2 separate regions of the Mus musculus genome follow, and region 2 is linked to region 1. The links are chromatin contacts, called in public Hi-C maps. All regions are on one chromosome and are shown on one strand. Each heading gives the region's core, a stretch centred on a gene start, on an enhancer-like site or on the middle of the called end of the contact. The rest is flanking DNA. Distances are from core to core; before and after follow the strand shown.

Region 1 (6,231 bases), core at 1,221-3,720:
TACATGGGGCCATGTGAGTGAAGGGTTGGTTTCATCACAAGCAGCTTTGTTCATATGGCTCTTAGCAACTGCCCAGGCTTCTGCATCCATTCCCACTGTGGACCAACAGATGGTTTTATATAAAGCTCAGGGGGAGTCACCTACTTCTGACGTGGTTTGAATTTGAACCCATGAAACTGTCAGAATCTTTCCATCAAAAGAAAATGTGAAATTTTTGGCCTAACACACATGGGTGTCCTAACTGTATTTCCCAGCCTCCTCTCTACTTTTATCCATCTCACTGTGTGTAAGGAGCTTTGACCAACTCGACTCAGAGCCCTGATCTGCTAGATGGATTTTTTGTCAGCCCCTCTTTCACACCTGGCAGGCAAATCAAATGAATTTGACCCAGGGGCAGCTCGGGTAGAGAAATGGAAACATCAGAACTTATCTAATTACAGAGAAGCTCCTCTTGAGTCCTATCTTATCTTCTGCTTAAAAAAATGTGGTCTTCCTAAACTTGAAAGACATCAAATAAAGTGGTCTCTTTGCCTCTGGCTTTTCAGCAGCTGTGGCTAAGAAGTTTAACCTGTTACTGTGAACTACAAAACAGGCCACGGATACAAAACCACCGACCTACATTGTAAAGAAAGTTTGAAGGGGCGGGGCTTACATTGCAGTGTGGCAAAACCCACAAATGCCTTCAAAAGTAGAGACTATGAAGGAGCAAGCAGGGGTTAGGAGTGGGGAGGACTCTGGTGCAAGGGTAGTTTTAGGGTTGTGTTTAAATAAAGTCGGAGTTTAGTCTCAGTTAAGAACACTTAAGTCACTTAAGTCGGAGCTGGAGAGATGGCTCACTAGTCAAGAACACTTAAGTGCTCTGTAACAGCTCAAAATGCTGTTCAGGAAACAGAAAAACAAGTGAGCCAAGAGAAACCAGAGCTGAGCTTGGCAAAACTCTGCAAAGCAGCAGGAAGATGAAGCTCCTGGTCTGGTCTGCAGAGTTTCAAAGACCAAGTGTGAAGCTTTTCAGTTCCAGAGGCATGGACCTTCTAGGAGCGGGTGGGTCCACAGCATGGAGACAGATATCTCTTATCAACTTTCCCAGGACTCTATCCCTGTCTCCAGCCCATCCCCACCCTAGCAAGTCCTGCTTCCACCTCATTGACTCTCCATAGGTAATCTTCCCTAAATCCTGGAAGCCCCCCCCCCCAGTAGAATCTGGAATGCATAATGAGGTTAGCCCCCACCCCCACCCCAAGCCCACTTACACTAAGAGGAAGATGGAGTTCATCTTCCTAAGACTATTCCTTGGATTCTGTCCACTCCCACCCATTGCTGTTCAGCTCAACTCAGTGTGGACCACTTTCTGACTCCCTTGGATTGAGTTCTAGCAATCCTTCGTAGTACGTGATACCGAGTTTTAGCTCTCTAGTCAGACGCGACTCCCAGTACTTCCAGTTCCTCCTTTACCACCCTGCTATTTCATTTAACAAAAAGAAAAAAATGTTGGAGACCGAGCCAAATAAAGCCGCGAGCAAGACTATGGGTTACTTGTGAGCCTCGGTGTCATGGACGCAGTTAAATATTATTAGAACCTCTTGCAGAAGCCGAATTCAAACAGCAGAGGATCAAGCCATTGGCTAACACTACTGATGCCCCACACCTTTTTTGCTGTCAAATGGGAAGCAGCAACTCCAGCCCCGACTATGGTCCCATCCCCCTTCTCATTTCTAAAACAATAATAATCCTCCCTCAAGCCCGCAGGACTTCCAGAGCCTAACCTAGCCCTCCCTCTGTCGTCCCGCCTGGGGCCTCCCTACCACTCCACCTGGGCGAGTAGAGTTATGCGGGAAAAGCAGGTATTTTGGCTGAAAGTTTTTTTGCCTTTAAGGACTGCTGCTCCTGCCGCTGTTCAGAACAACAGCAATGACAAACAAGCCAGGCTGGGCGAAAACCCAGAGCTTCTCAAAAGTTGGTCTGGCTACGCAGCAGCCCTGACGAGTTTGCAAGAACACAGGACTCAGAGTTAGCATCTACTCACCTGGGTGTGCCAGCCTCAGAGACTAGAAAGAGAATTCAGCCCGGGACAGGTCTGTCACGCCCCCAGGATGCAAAATCCGCCTTTGGAGTGGAGGTCCTGGGTGATGTAGTTGTAAAGAGGTCTTAGGAGAGTCGGGCTTCCCTCCCCCCTCTTTGGTCCACTGGGGGTAGTTTAGCAACAGCCGAGGAGGATAAAGATGCTGGGAGGAGAGTTTGGTCGCTCTGGAAACCCCGACTCCATTCTTGGGGCTGGGGGCTGGGGGCTGGGGGAGAGGGTGAACGGCGTGGAAGGAGCTGCTGGGCTCAGGAACTCGCTGAGTAAAGAGGAAGGAACTGGGGAAGGAGGGAGGGAGCAGAGGAGTGAGGGAGGAAGGAAAGGAGGAAGGGAGGGAGGGAGGGGTGAGAGCCAGGAGATGGCAGCTTCTAGCTGAGATTTCCACCTTCTGACGAAACCCTTGCGCCCAGCAGCCCAGCAAGATACTAGTTCTTAAGCCTCCTCTCGAGCGCCCCCTGGGGGGTTCCGGGGACTCAGCGACGCCCCGCCCTGGTCGCGGCCCTGGCGCTCTCCATGGTCCTGCCGCGCCCTCAGCCCTGATTCCCTGCTCAGCTTTGCAATTCCCACCAGCTCCTGAGAGGCACGTGATTAATTTCTCCTTATTCTATGATAAAGCAGTGAAACCACAAGAGCTGAGAGGAGAGAATAAGGGCTATACTTTTTTTTGCATACATTCAAGAAAACTTCTTGATTCGCTCAACTCTCACTAAAAATGGGGGTGACATTGAATACTTATTTTGGTACCTACATGTCAATAAATGCATGATTAAATGAGTGAACAGCTATTTTTCTCTTCATATCAGAATATTTTCCTGAATACAAACACGTCACCATACCTGGGGAATGTATGTTTTAAAATAAAGTTTTTGGCTGGGGTTGAACCACAGTTGTTAGAGCACTGGCCTAACATGTAGAGGGTTCTGCATTCAAACCGTAACATTGTACAAAGCCAGGCATTTGTACATTTGTACATGGCATTGCATCCCTGAAACCCCAGACTTTGGGAGGTGGAGGCAGAAGGCTCAGAAAGGCAAAGTTACCCTCAACTACAAAGGGAGTTTGAAACCGCCCTAGGTTAGAGACCCTGTCTCAAAAAGCCCAAACCAAAAACTATAGGTCTTATTTAGGGAGTAACCATTGTCACATATTATAAAACACTTTGAACACACTACAAAGCATTTACACAAGAAATAGGGGGTTTGATGTTTTGCTTTGCAGTGCTGCTAAGTGACATCTCTCTCCCTTATGGGGTAGTTTGGAAGTGATGACTTTTCTGTCACAAATTTATTCGAAGTCACATTCAGGCAAAGAAACAATGAGGAGGCACGTCAGGCTGTTTCTAGTTGTCTCCGCAGAAGTAGATAAACTGGAGAACCAAATCCACCCTGGGTATGCCCATGATCAGAATCAAATTAGACTTTATAATCCATAAAGCAAATGAATAAAAGGATCTCTCTGCACCTGGGGGTCGCACAGAGTTAGAAATGATGGGTAAGCACACCAGGCAAGGGAGGAAGGTGTCTCCCTCTCTGCTTGCTGAAGTACTACCCAACAAGGTCTCTTGTAAGGTGAAGGCTTTGGTTATAAGCTTTAGACCACTACACAGTTCCCAGTTTCAAAGGCCAGAGAAGGAGAAATGACAGGGGAAAGCAAAGGGGGCTCAGAAATGATCCTGGAAATCAAAGGAGAAGATCTTTGAGAAGAAACAGTTTCCAGAAAATCAACATTTTTCTTATTCCAGTCGCCTCACATGCTGTTCTGAGATGCCATATTAGCTACAAGGCTAGAAAAAATAACCCTGAGAGAATCTAGCTGTATCATGGAGCTTACACACAAATCCATGGTCTGCCTTGACTGAGAACACTTAGGTCATGTGATTATGCGCAAGCTAATCATTATTGGGGCTTTGGCTTGTGAGGTTACAATAAAGGACAGGTCCTGGTGTTTGGAGCAGGAAATGTGTTCACAGTACTCCTGGGAACAGACTGGGGCTTCATCTGAGTCACACAGACTACAGCTGGAAGGACTGACCTCCCAGGAACACTCAGGGTTTCCTCCTAGGGAAAGAAGGATGCATTCTGGGAAAGTAAAATCCACAATATGTTTGTTAATTCCTCCTAGATTTTATTCAGTAGCATCTAACCCTAGAGATGAAGTTTGTGTTGGACGAAATAAAGAAAATGAATGCCTTATTTATGTTTCTTGCATGTCGATTGTGAACTCTAACATTTAAATTCTGTGGAGGTGATATCTCTGGGGTTGTTTTGTTTTGTTTTGTTTTAACTTGTTCATGATTGGAGCCTCAAAACCTAGGAGAGTGTCTCCACATAGTAGACAGCAAATGCATACTTATTAAATTTAAAAATGTTTTTAATATTTTCTAGAATGTTTAAAGCAAATTTCTTCTTTTATAGGCAAGAGGAAGGCAGTTATGATCTACTGAACATATACTATTTCCAGTAATCTCTTAGTCAATTCTACTTATCAGCCCATTTAATTTGTATAACAGCCTTTCCAAGTAGTTTTATCATTTCTACCACAAACCAGGTTTAGGTGGTTGAGATAACTAGACCACAGCTCAGTTCTTGCTGCGTATTACTTGAAGCAGGCTCTAAAGGCGCCTAGAAACTAAAAGTGGACCACGGAGAAGTTACAAAGTCAAAACCAATCGAGAAAACCCTAATGCAGTTACCCCCTCCCCCATGCCAAAAGCACAGGCATGCAAACTAAACACAACACCAAAACTTGTGACTGCCAGCAGGCTTCGGCTCCCTAATTAGAAACAAACAGTTTGCCTGCAAGCCAGTACGCAGAACACGTGTGCAGCTTTATGCCAGGATATCTCTCTCTCTCTTTCTCTCTCTCTCTCTCTCTCTCTCTCTCTCTCTCTCTCTCTCTCTCTCTCTCTCTCTCTCTCTCTCTCTCCATGACACTGAAGGCAAATTCAAAGAGGCTCTTTGCAAGACACATAAGCAGAATTCACTCCCAGCTCTCCTATGAAATCAACAGCTCGACTGTACAAACGATGATTTATAACCAGCTAATAACCTCTGTTCTTCATCACTGCCCCCACGGCAGGTTGCCCACCAGCCGGAGTCCCCTCCACGATTGTGAAATCAAAACCTTCCTTTTCCCCATGCCACTCACCTCCTCCCAACTCTCCTTTTCATGGACTCTGGGTTGCTGGGTTCTACAGCCATGGTGAAGGTTATCTAAAAGCCAGGCCGCTGAACTTGGTGGCACCAATGTTCCCAAGCTGAAAGGAGGCTCCAGTACTGAGCGGCTCCACTCCCTGGGTCTGCTGGATAACATAAGGGAGGCATCCGCTCTGTGTCCTATGCCAGTATGAAAGGCATCTCACCCATCAGTATGACAAGTCAAAGGCTGGAAGGGAGCCAGGAAACAAGAGAGGAGGGATATGAACTCTTCCCCATGTGGTTGGTAGCATTTTTTAAGGGTAGCAGATGATGAAGGCGAAAAGCAGGCGGAGAGACAGTGCCCTACATCAGAAACCTTGGCTCCTTCCCTGAGTGAGTCAGGGTGAGCATTTTGTTTTGAAAAGGAATTTCTGTTTTCTTTTCTTTTCTTTTTTTCCTTCCTTTCGAGCTGTAGGATAGTTATACATCCAACCAGTCAAGCGATGGCTGTAAATAACAGGATTTATTTCTGAGACCTTGGATCAAAGAAAAGCCTTGAATTTCACCTCAGGGTTATTTATAGCTCAAAGGTATGAGGTGTGGGTTGTCCCGTTCCCCCCCCCCCGCCCCCACTTCGTGTAATTTTGGGAATTGGAGGATATGCTTTCCTTTCATAGTTCCATGTATTCCTGAGGTGAGTTGTGTTGCTGGAAAGCAGAGAGGGCTTTTCCAAAGAAGTCTTTCTAAAATGCGGAGAGTCAAGGGAAAATGCATAACACTTGTTCCAAGCTGAGGTGGGGATTACAAGGGCCCTGCATGACCTGTGTGATACCTCTAATACTCAGTAACAAGCTATGTTATGGAGGGCCACCTGATACTTGTTTCTGCCAATAGGTGGCATCAAAATCTCTCTCGCTTTCCCTCCCTAAATTGTAAAACCCATGAGCTGAAGGCTTTTTTTTTCCTTCCTGAGATTTCACAGTTCACTGTGGGTGGCGTTTGAAAGGCCATTAATTG
Region 2 (6,269 bases), core at 2,676-5,175, 210 kb before region 1:
ACAGAACTGGAAACGAATAGCAAAAACCACTGCTGACTACCATAGGAGTCCTTCCTTCTTTCTGCTCTGCTTGTCTTTAATTGAGGCATGAAATATAGAGATTCAGGCACTGCCTTCAGATGGCATCTCAGAAATTCTATCTGCAGGAGCACAGGGCATCAACAATCAAGAGGAGGTCTACAGAATGGCAACACAATTTGAAGAAACTGGTAGGTCTGTCAGATAAGGGAAGATTAGAAAAATTAAATATGCATGGTTTGTCTGAGCAGGCCCAGTAGGGAGCCACAGTGGGTGGTGGAGGTGGACACACTTGCAATCTAAAAATAGCCAAGAGATAGAAAGATCAGAAGGAAGAATTATTCAACATGAAAATCAGAAAGTATCTTTAGGCGGCCCACCGGAGAGAGCTAAGGAGGAGGCCATGGGATCCTGAAACTGGACAAACAGACAGCATTTTAAGTAAAGTCAAAGACAGAAGGACATTCTGGGTAAATATATACTTGAGAATATTGGGGGGGGTGGGGAGCTAGAGAATAAGAACCCGCAGGAAGTTAATTCAGAGAGACATTCAGGCTTGGAGATGAAGAGCCTCTGGAACATTTTTTAAAATATAAACTAAATAATTATTTTATGTATTTATATATTTATGTATTTATGTATGTATGTATTAGATATTTTCTTTATTTACAGTTCAAACGTTATCCCCTTTCCTAGTTTTCCCTCCGAAAATCCCCTATCTCCTCCTCCCCTCCCCCTGTTCCCCAACCCACCCACTCCCTCTTCCTGGCCCTGGCATTCCCCTACACTGGGGCATAGAACCTTCACAGGACCAAGGGCCTCTCCTCCCATTGATGACCACCTAGGTGAACATCTGTTACATAAGCAGATAGAGCTATGAGTCCTACCATGTATTTTCTTTGGTTGGTGGTTTAGTCCCAGGAGCTCTGGAGGGTACTGGCTAGTTCATATTATTGTTCCTCCTAGAGGGCTGCAAACCCCTTCAGCTCCCTGGGTCCTTTCTCCAGCTCCTTCATTGGGGACTCTGTACTTCTGGGACACTTTATTTTTGTTTTCTAAAAGTTATTAACATGAGAAGTGGTCTTGTTTACTTTTTCCTAGAATATTTCTTAAGGAGAAAGTATGTTCTTTTTCTTTATTATGAAAGCTGTGTGTTTTCAGAATTATCAGATTCTAACTCCTGTATCAATGTAGGAGTGAAGCAAGAGTCAACTCACTTCAGAGCAAGATGCTCTCAGGCTCAATGGCTCAGCCCCTGTCTTGTTTGGCATAGCCCTGTAAAAACAAAGTCTAGAACTCAGGGTTTTACTGGTAGATGAATAGGACTCGAGTCACATCTCTAGCCTTGGAGGCCATCTTGAACTTTCAGGCAGGTTATTATTTGATAACCATCTATATCTGGCTCTAAGAGTCCTAAACCTTATGGGGTTCCTGTTCACTTTCACTTTAAGAGAAAGAACAAAAACATTGCTCTCTCCTGAAAAGTCAACCCCAAATGGATGTGTCAATCACCTGAGCACACAGCACTCCTTAGAAAAGCTGTCTGTTCCAGAGGCTTTAGAAATAGTACAAAACCTGACAAAAATGTAAATCAGCACAATGGCTTCCCTGGCCCTTGTCTACCTCCATGATGCAAGAGTACTGGGCTCTTTAAAGGGTTCTTTGACTATTGTTCAAGCTCATCCCTTGAGGGTAGCCCACTATACTCTTTAACAGAGAGAACGCATAGCTATCTAGTCAAAGGGAAGCCACAGCAATATTGATGCACTTAATGATGTATATGCCATCAGTACAGCAGGAGGGGTGGCAGAAGGGCTTTGGGAGAGCTGGGCTGTTTTGAGCCAAGGCACAATTTGGAAGGCTGAGCTAACATTGCTTTTCTAGCTTGTCACAGAAGGTATGCAAGTGACAGAGCCCAGAGCCAGAGTCTCAACAACTAAGGAAATGGTGGTGGTGGTGGGGGGGGTGGGTACCAAAGACCAACAGAAAAGGAATCAAGCCAGAAGAACCCAGAAGTTTCAGGAAAGAAGCCAGGAGGCTAGGAAATTGGGAAATAGTGTTGCTGATGTTTTGCGGTAGAAGTCAGTGGAGAGAAGCACTCTTCTTAACCCACGAGGGATACAGAAGCATCCCTCATCAAATAAAAAGCATTTTCCCACCACCTCTAAATGAAAAGAGTATAAATAAAACAAACACCGCCTACCCACATCTGAAATGTTGTCGACTTCTGTTTTGTAAGAATCCTGGCTCTTTCTAGCCGGGGCTACTTCCTGATCTTAAACGCACTGTGTCGTTTTATACAATTCTAACCACTCAGGTCTCCTAAGTGACTGAGCTACAGCTTTCTTTTCAAATGAACACCCCCCCCCCAGATTCAATGTTTAAGAAATAGTCATCTGCTAAGTGAATCAAAAAGCACAAAATTTTCCATGTCATACTGTCCGTGTCAAGAAATAGTTTCTTTTCAGCAAAACATGAAATTGCTTTATTAGTTGAGTATATAAAAACACTACAGGATCTCGGTTCTTTCCCAACACACGCTTGGGTAACTCCCATTAGTAACAGCAGGGATTGTAACAGCCCACACAGGAGAAAAATAGAAGCTTCACGGGGGGAGGCTACAATAAGCAGCCCAGACGCCCAGTGGATTCATTTTGCTGTCATAGGATTGCTCCACTGTGCCTCAGTTTCTGTATTTGGCTAATGGTGAAGTTCTGTGCCCTCTGTCCACAGGGTATACTGTGAGGGCTAGTTAAGGACTGATACCAACAGCTTCACATGCATTTTACACACATGTACACACACAAACACAGACACAGATACACACACAGGCATGCACGTGCACATTCACACAAGTATTATCTAAATTCTCATTATTCTCAGTATTGCTTTGAGATGGGAGGTTGTCAGGAACTCATAACTTTGGGAGGGGGTGTGTGTCCCTACCTTATTGAGTTAGAATTTGTATTTTGATAAGGCCCCCATCTTCTACTTTAATATATGAGAGAAAAAGCACAATGCCCACCAAGTTTACTTAAAACCTGATGTGGGGCCGAGGAGATGATTCAGTGTGTAAAAGTGCTTGCTCTGTAAACATGAAGACATGTGCCCAAATCCCCAGTACCAATACAAAAAGCCAGGCATGCTACACGTCCCTATACCCAAGCAGTGGGAGTTTGAGGTAGGCAGATTCAGAGTACTTGCTGATCATCCAGCTTAGCCAAAGGAGCATGCTTCTCTTCCAGCAAGAGATTCTGTCTCAAGGTAATGAGTCAGAGAATGATAAAGGAAGACACCCGGCATCCTGCTCTGACCTTTGCATGTGTGTGGAGGACTGGAGGGGTGTGTGTGTGGATATACACATCTAAACACTTCAGTGCATGCAACAACCCCCCATCATGCCACACACAGACACCTAATGTAATCTTTGAATCAACTCTACTCATAGATAACATTATTCCAATTTGATTGATTCTACAAGGTGGATGATTTTTCTAGGAATACTTTACAACCTAGTGATACATGGTGACCCCAGGTCAGGGCTGAGGAAGGACATGTAGGAGATATAGCTGTACTTAATTTCCTTCCAGTGTTAAAAAAAAGTAACAGAAGAGGATCGCTGTCAGATGGGGGGAGGACATGCTTGATAAAAGACAGTGGGGCTGCACATGTGTAGATCTAGCAGAAAAACAGTGAAAAGACAGAAGGACAAAGAGAAGTACTTCTAAAGGCCACACTCTCCCTTCCCTGCATGTCTCATATAGTAAAAGCTCTCTCTCTCTCTCTCTCTCTCTCTCTCTCTCTCTCTCTCTCTCTCTCTCTCTCTCTCTCTCTCTCTCTCCTCTCCTTAAAAATCAAATCCTGCCCGGCATGAATATGTATAATTAGATGTTCCCTAGGAGTGAGAAGTAGTAATTAATTCAGTGTTAAACATCACAATCTATTACTTGAACTCCATGGCAACCGTGGTTGCCAATAGAGAGAAAACAAAATTTCGGAGCCTATTTTAAAATAATTACATTGAAATTTTTGAAAATGTGTAAAAGCGGACGCTTTCTATTTTTAGGTTTAGACAATAGGCAGTGCCTCAACAAGTAGAGATGGGCACCCAGAAATAAAAACAAGGGAATAGCAATCCCATCTGAACTCACCAAAATGGCGATGTGGACCCTGTGACTCTGACCTGGTCCAGAGCACAGAGCCCAGCTGCTTGCTCTGGGTGAGATCATTGCTCAAGCCAGAAGGAGATGTATTAATAATTTCCCAGGAGATTGAATCTTTGCAGTCCATCTGAACTAGATTTTAATCCCAGATCTGTCACTTAAGTGTTTTCACACAGGCAATTTCCTTCCCTCTCGGAGCTTCAATTCTCCTACGTGTCAAAAACGGTGGTGGGGTGGGCAGGTGACTTGCAATATTCTTAAACATGTCAAAGGTATAAAGTCAAATATAGTGTGGTTGGCTGTGTTCCTCTGAAATCATATTCTGAGTTTAAGATGTCTTTAATGCCAACAGCTTGAAAAATGAAAGCAAAGGAGGAAGAAAGACAAGGTAGAAGGAAGAGGTTGTTCCAAGACAAAGTCCCCTTCACAACCAGGGATGGTCTCTTGGGGATCTCTGGAGCTAATGTACCCGATAAAGCTAATCAAGCATGGAAAAGAATGCCACGAGTATTTCCCACACCACAATCTGTCACTTGGTAGGTTGGCCTCTCCATGGAGGACTGGGTGTTGGGTGAAGGGGGAATATTGGAGGCAATCGCTGAAGGAGCTTCAAGCTACCAGCTTCCTCAGCAGCTGGTCCATGAGTCCTTGGAAGGTGAAGTAGAAGTGGGTTTGAATGCTGAATCTCTATATCCATTTTATACTATGTAGACAGTGTTTGCTTTCTTTCCTTAGAAAATGTAATCATTACAAACATTTTTGACTAATAGAGATTCTAGTGTCCAGAAAAAGCCATTTATAGTGGAGAGCATAATGTTTTCCATTCTTTAAAATAACCTTGAGGGCCGGGGAAGTGGTGCAATCAATAAAACATGCACCTTTCAGATCTGAGGACCTGAGTTCAGTCCTTAGACATGCATTGTAATCCCAGACCCGAGGAAATAGAGTCAGGCAAAGCCCTGAGGCTCACTGGCCAGCCTGATGAGCCTACTGGGCAAGCTCCAACTAGTCACATCATGCCTCTTTGCCTAGAGTCAAAATAATCCATCAGCTCTCAACCACCAGTGCTCCCATGGAAACTGCTCTCTTCCCTTCCTTCTACTGAGAAAGTTGACTCAGTTAACCTTTATGCTGCAATATCCTTAGTTTCAAGTATAATTAAATTGTGTGCTGCAGATAGAAATGATCAGATTATAGGATCTCTAGAGTTTGTTTAATCACCAGGATCTTTCTCTATCAGCATCCAACTTATTAGCTGGTGGGGAGACTGTATTCTTGAGGCAAGTCTAGAGCAAAGTTCTATGGAACACTTAGGGATTTTTGGTTGCAAGCAACAGAATCTGGATTTTTCTAAGTTACACAAAAGGGAATTTGTTGAACAAGGTTGTGCATTGACCAAGGCTAAGTGGATGGCTTTGGAAAATAGCTGGGCCACCTTCTTGTAGAGCAAGAACAAGCGAAAAGCCAGCAAGACCCTTACTGAGAGAAGATTAGGTTGATGTTATTTGTTCTGTTGATGCATCCAGAGAGATAAGTATCTATCAAATGTGCCGTGTGGCATGTGTTCCTTTCAGAGACACAGTCTGGAGGAGAATCACATGGAGATATGCTCTAGGGGGAAGATGCAGACCGGAAGTCCTTTGGTTTCCATTAGAAACAAGAATGTTGTTTTCCCCGTGAGACTATTCAAAATATAGTTTGACCAAATTCTCTCAGGATGCTATTTATCAGACATCTATGCTACCTCTGTGGTCTTATGCTTCCCATTGATATTTGATGGATTTCTTCGGGAAACAATAGAGTGTCTATCTCTCATCATTAGTAATGGCACAGTTTGAAGTAAGCAATACTAGGTTATGAATTGAATATATGAATATAATAAGAAAATTGGCATTTTACATATATTTCTATATGTAAATAGAAACATATATTTCTATATGCAAATTAATTTGCTTCTAACCCAGGGAGAAGCAAATTAATTCCCAACTTCAGAAAACCTAGAAAAAAAATCACAATTTACAACAAAGTTCAAAAGTCACTGGGTCAGTGCATAGGCTAATTATGTAGAATGATACTGTTTTCAAGTTC

What was found. A called contact is a pair of places that touch in the nucleus more often than the background predicts.
Region 2: a Hi-C map of forebrain shows a contact between it and region 1, with 2.9 times the contacts expected there. The contact joins the enhancer-like site here to the promoter of Cpne4 in region 1. A contact is called at or near these places in 1 of 39 promoter capture datasets (hippocampal neurons), 6 of 484 Hi-C or Micro-C datasets (cerebral cortex, cortical neurons, embryonic stem cells and 1 more), 2 of 115 datasets of contacts at active chromatin or transcription factors (forebrain and neural progenitor cells) and 2 of 9 other capture datasets (liver and pancreatic islet).

The regions. Positions count from the first base shown.
Region 1 is chr9:104,565,894-104,572,124 of GRCm38.p6, reverse strand. Cpne4 (copine IV) reads right to left here and starts at 2,470. Exons shown (of 16, transcript NM_028719.3): 1 at 2,024-2,470.
Region 2 is chr9:104,774,312-104,780,580 of GRCm38.p6, reverse strand. The region is part of intron 2 of Cpne4 (copine IV); the gene reads right to left. Among named protein-coding and RNA genes, the nearest start is that of Cpne4, 210 kb to the right of the region's middle. Within about 2 kb of position 3,925, at least 12 of the 459 cell types and tissues checked have an H3K27ac peak or open chromatin away from gene starts, as enhancers often do. A contact at or near this core is called in cortical neurons, forebrain and hippocampal neurons, where this site is marked.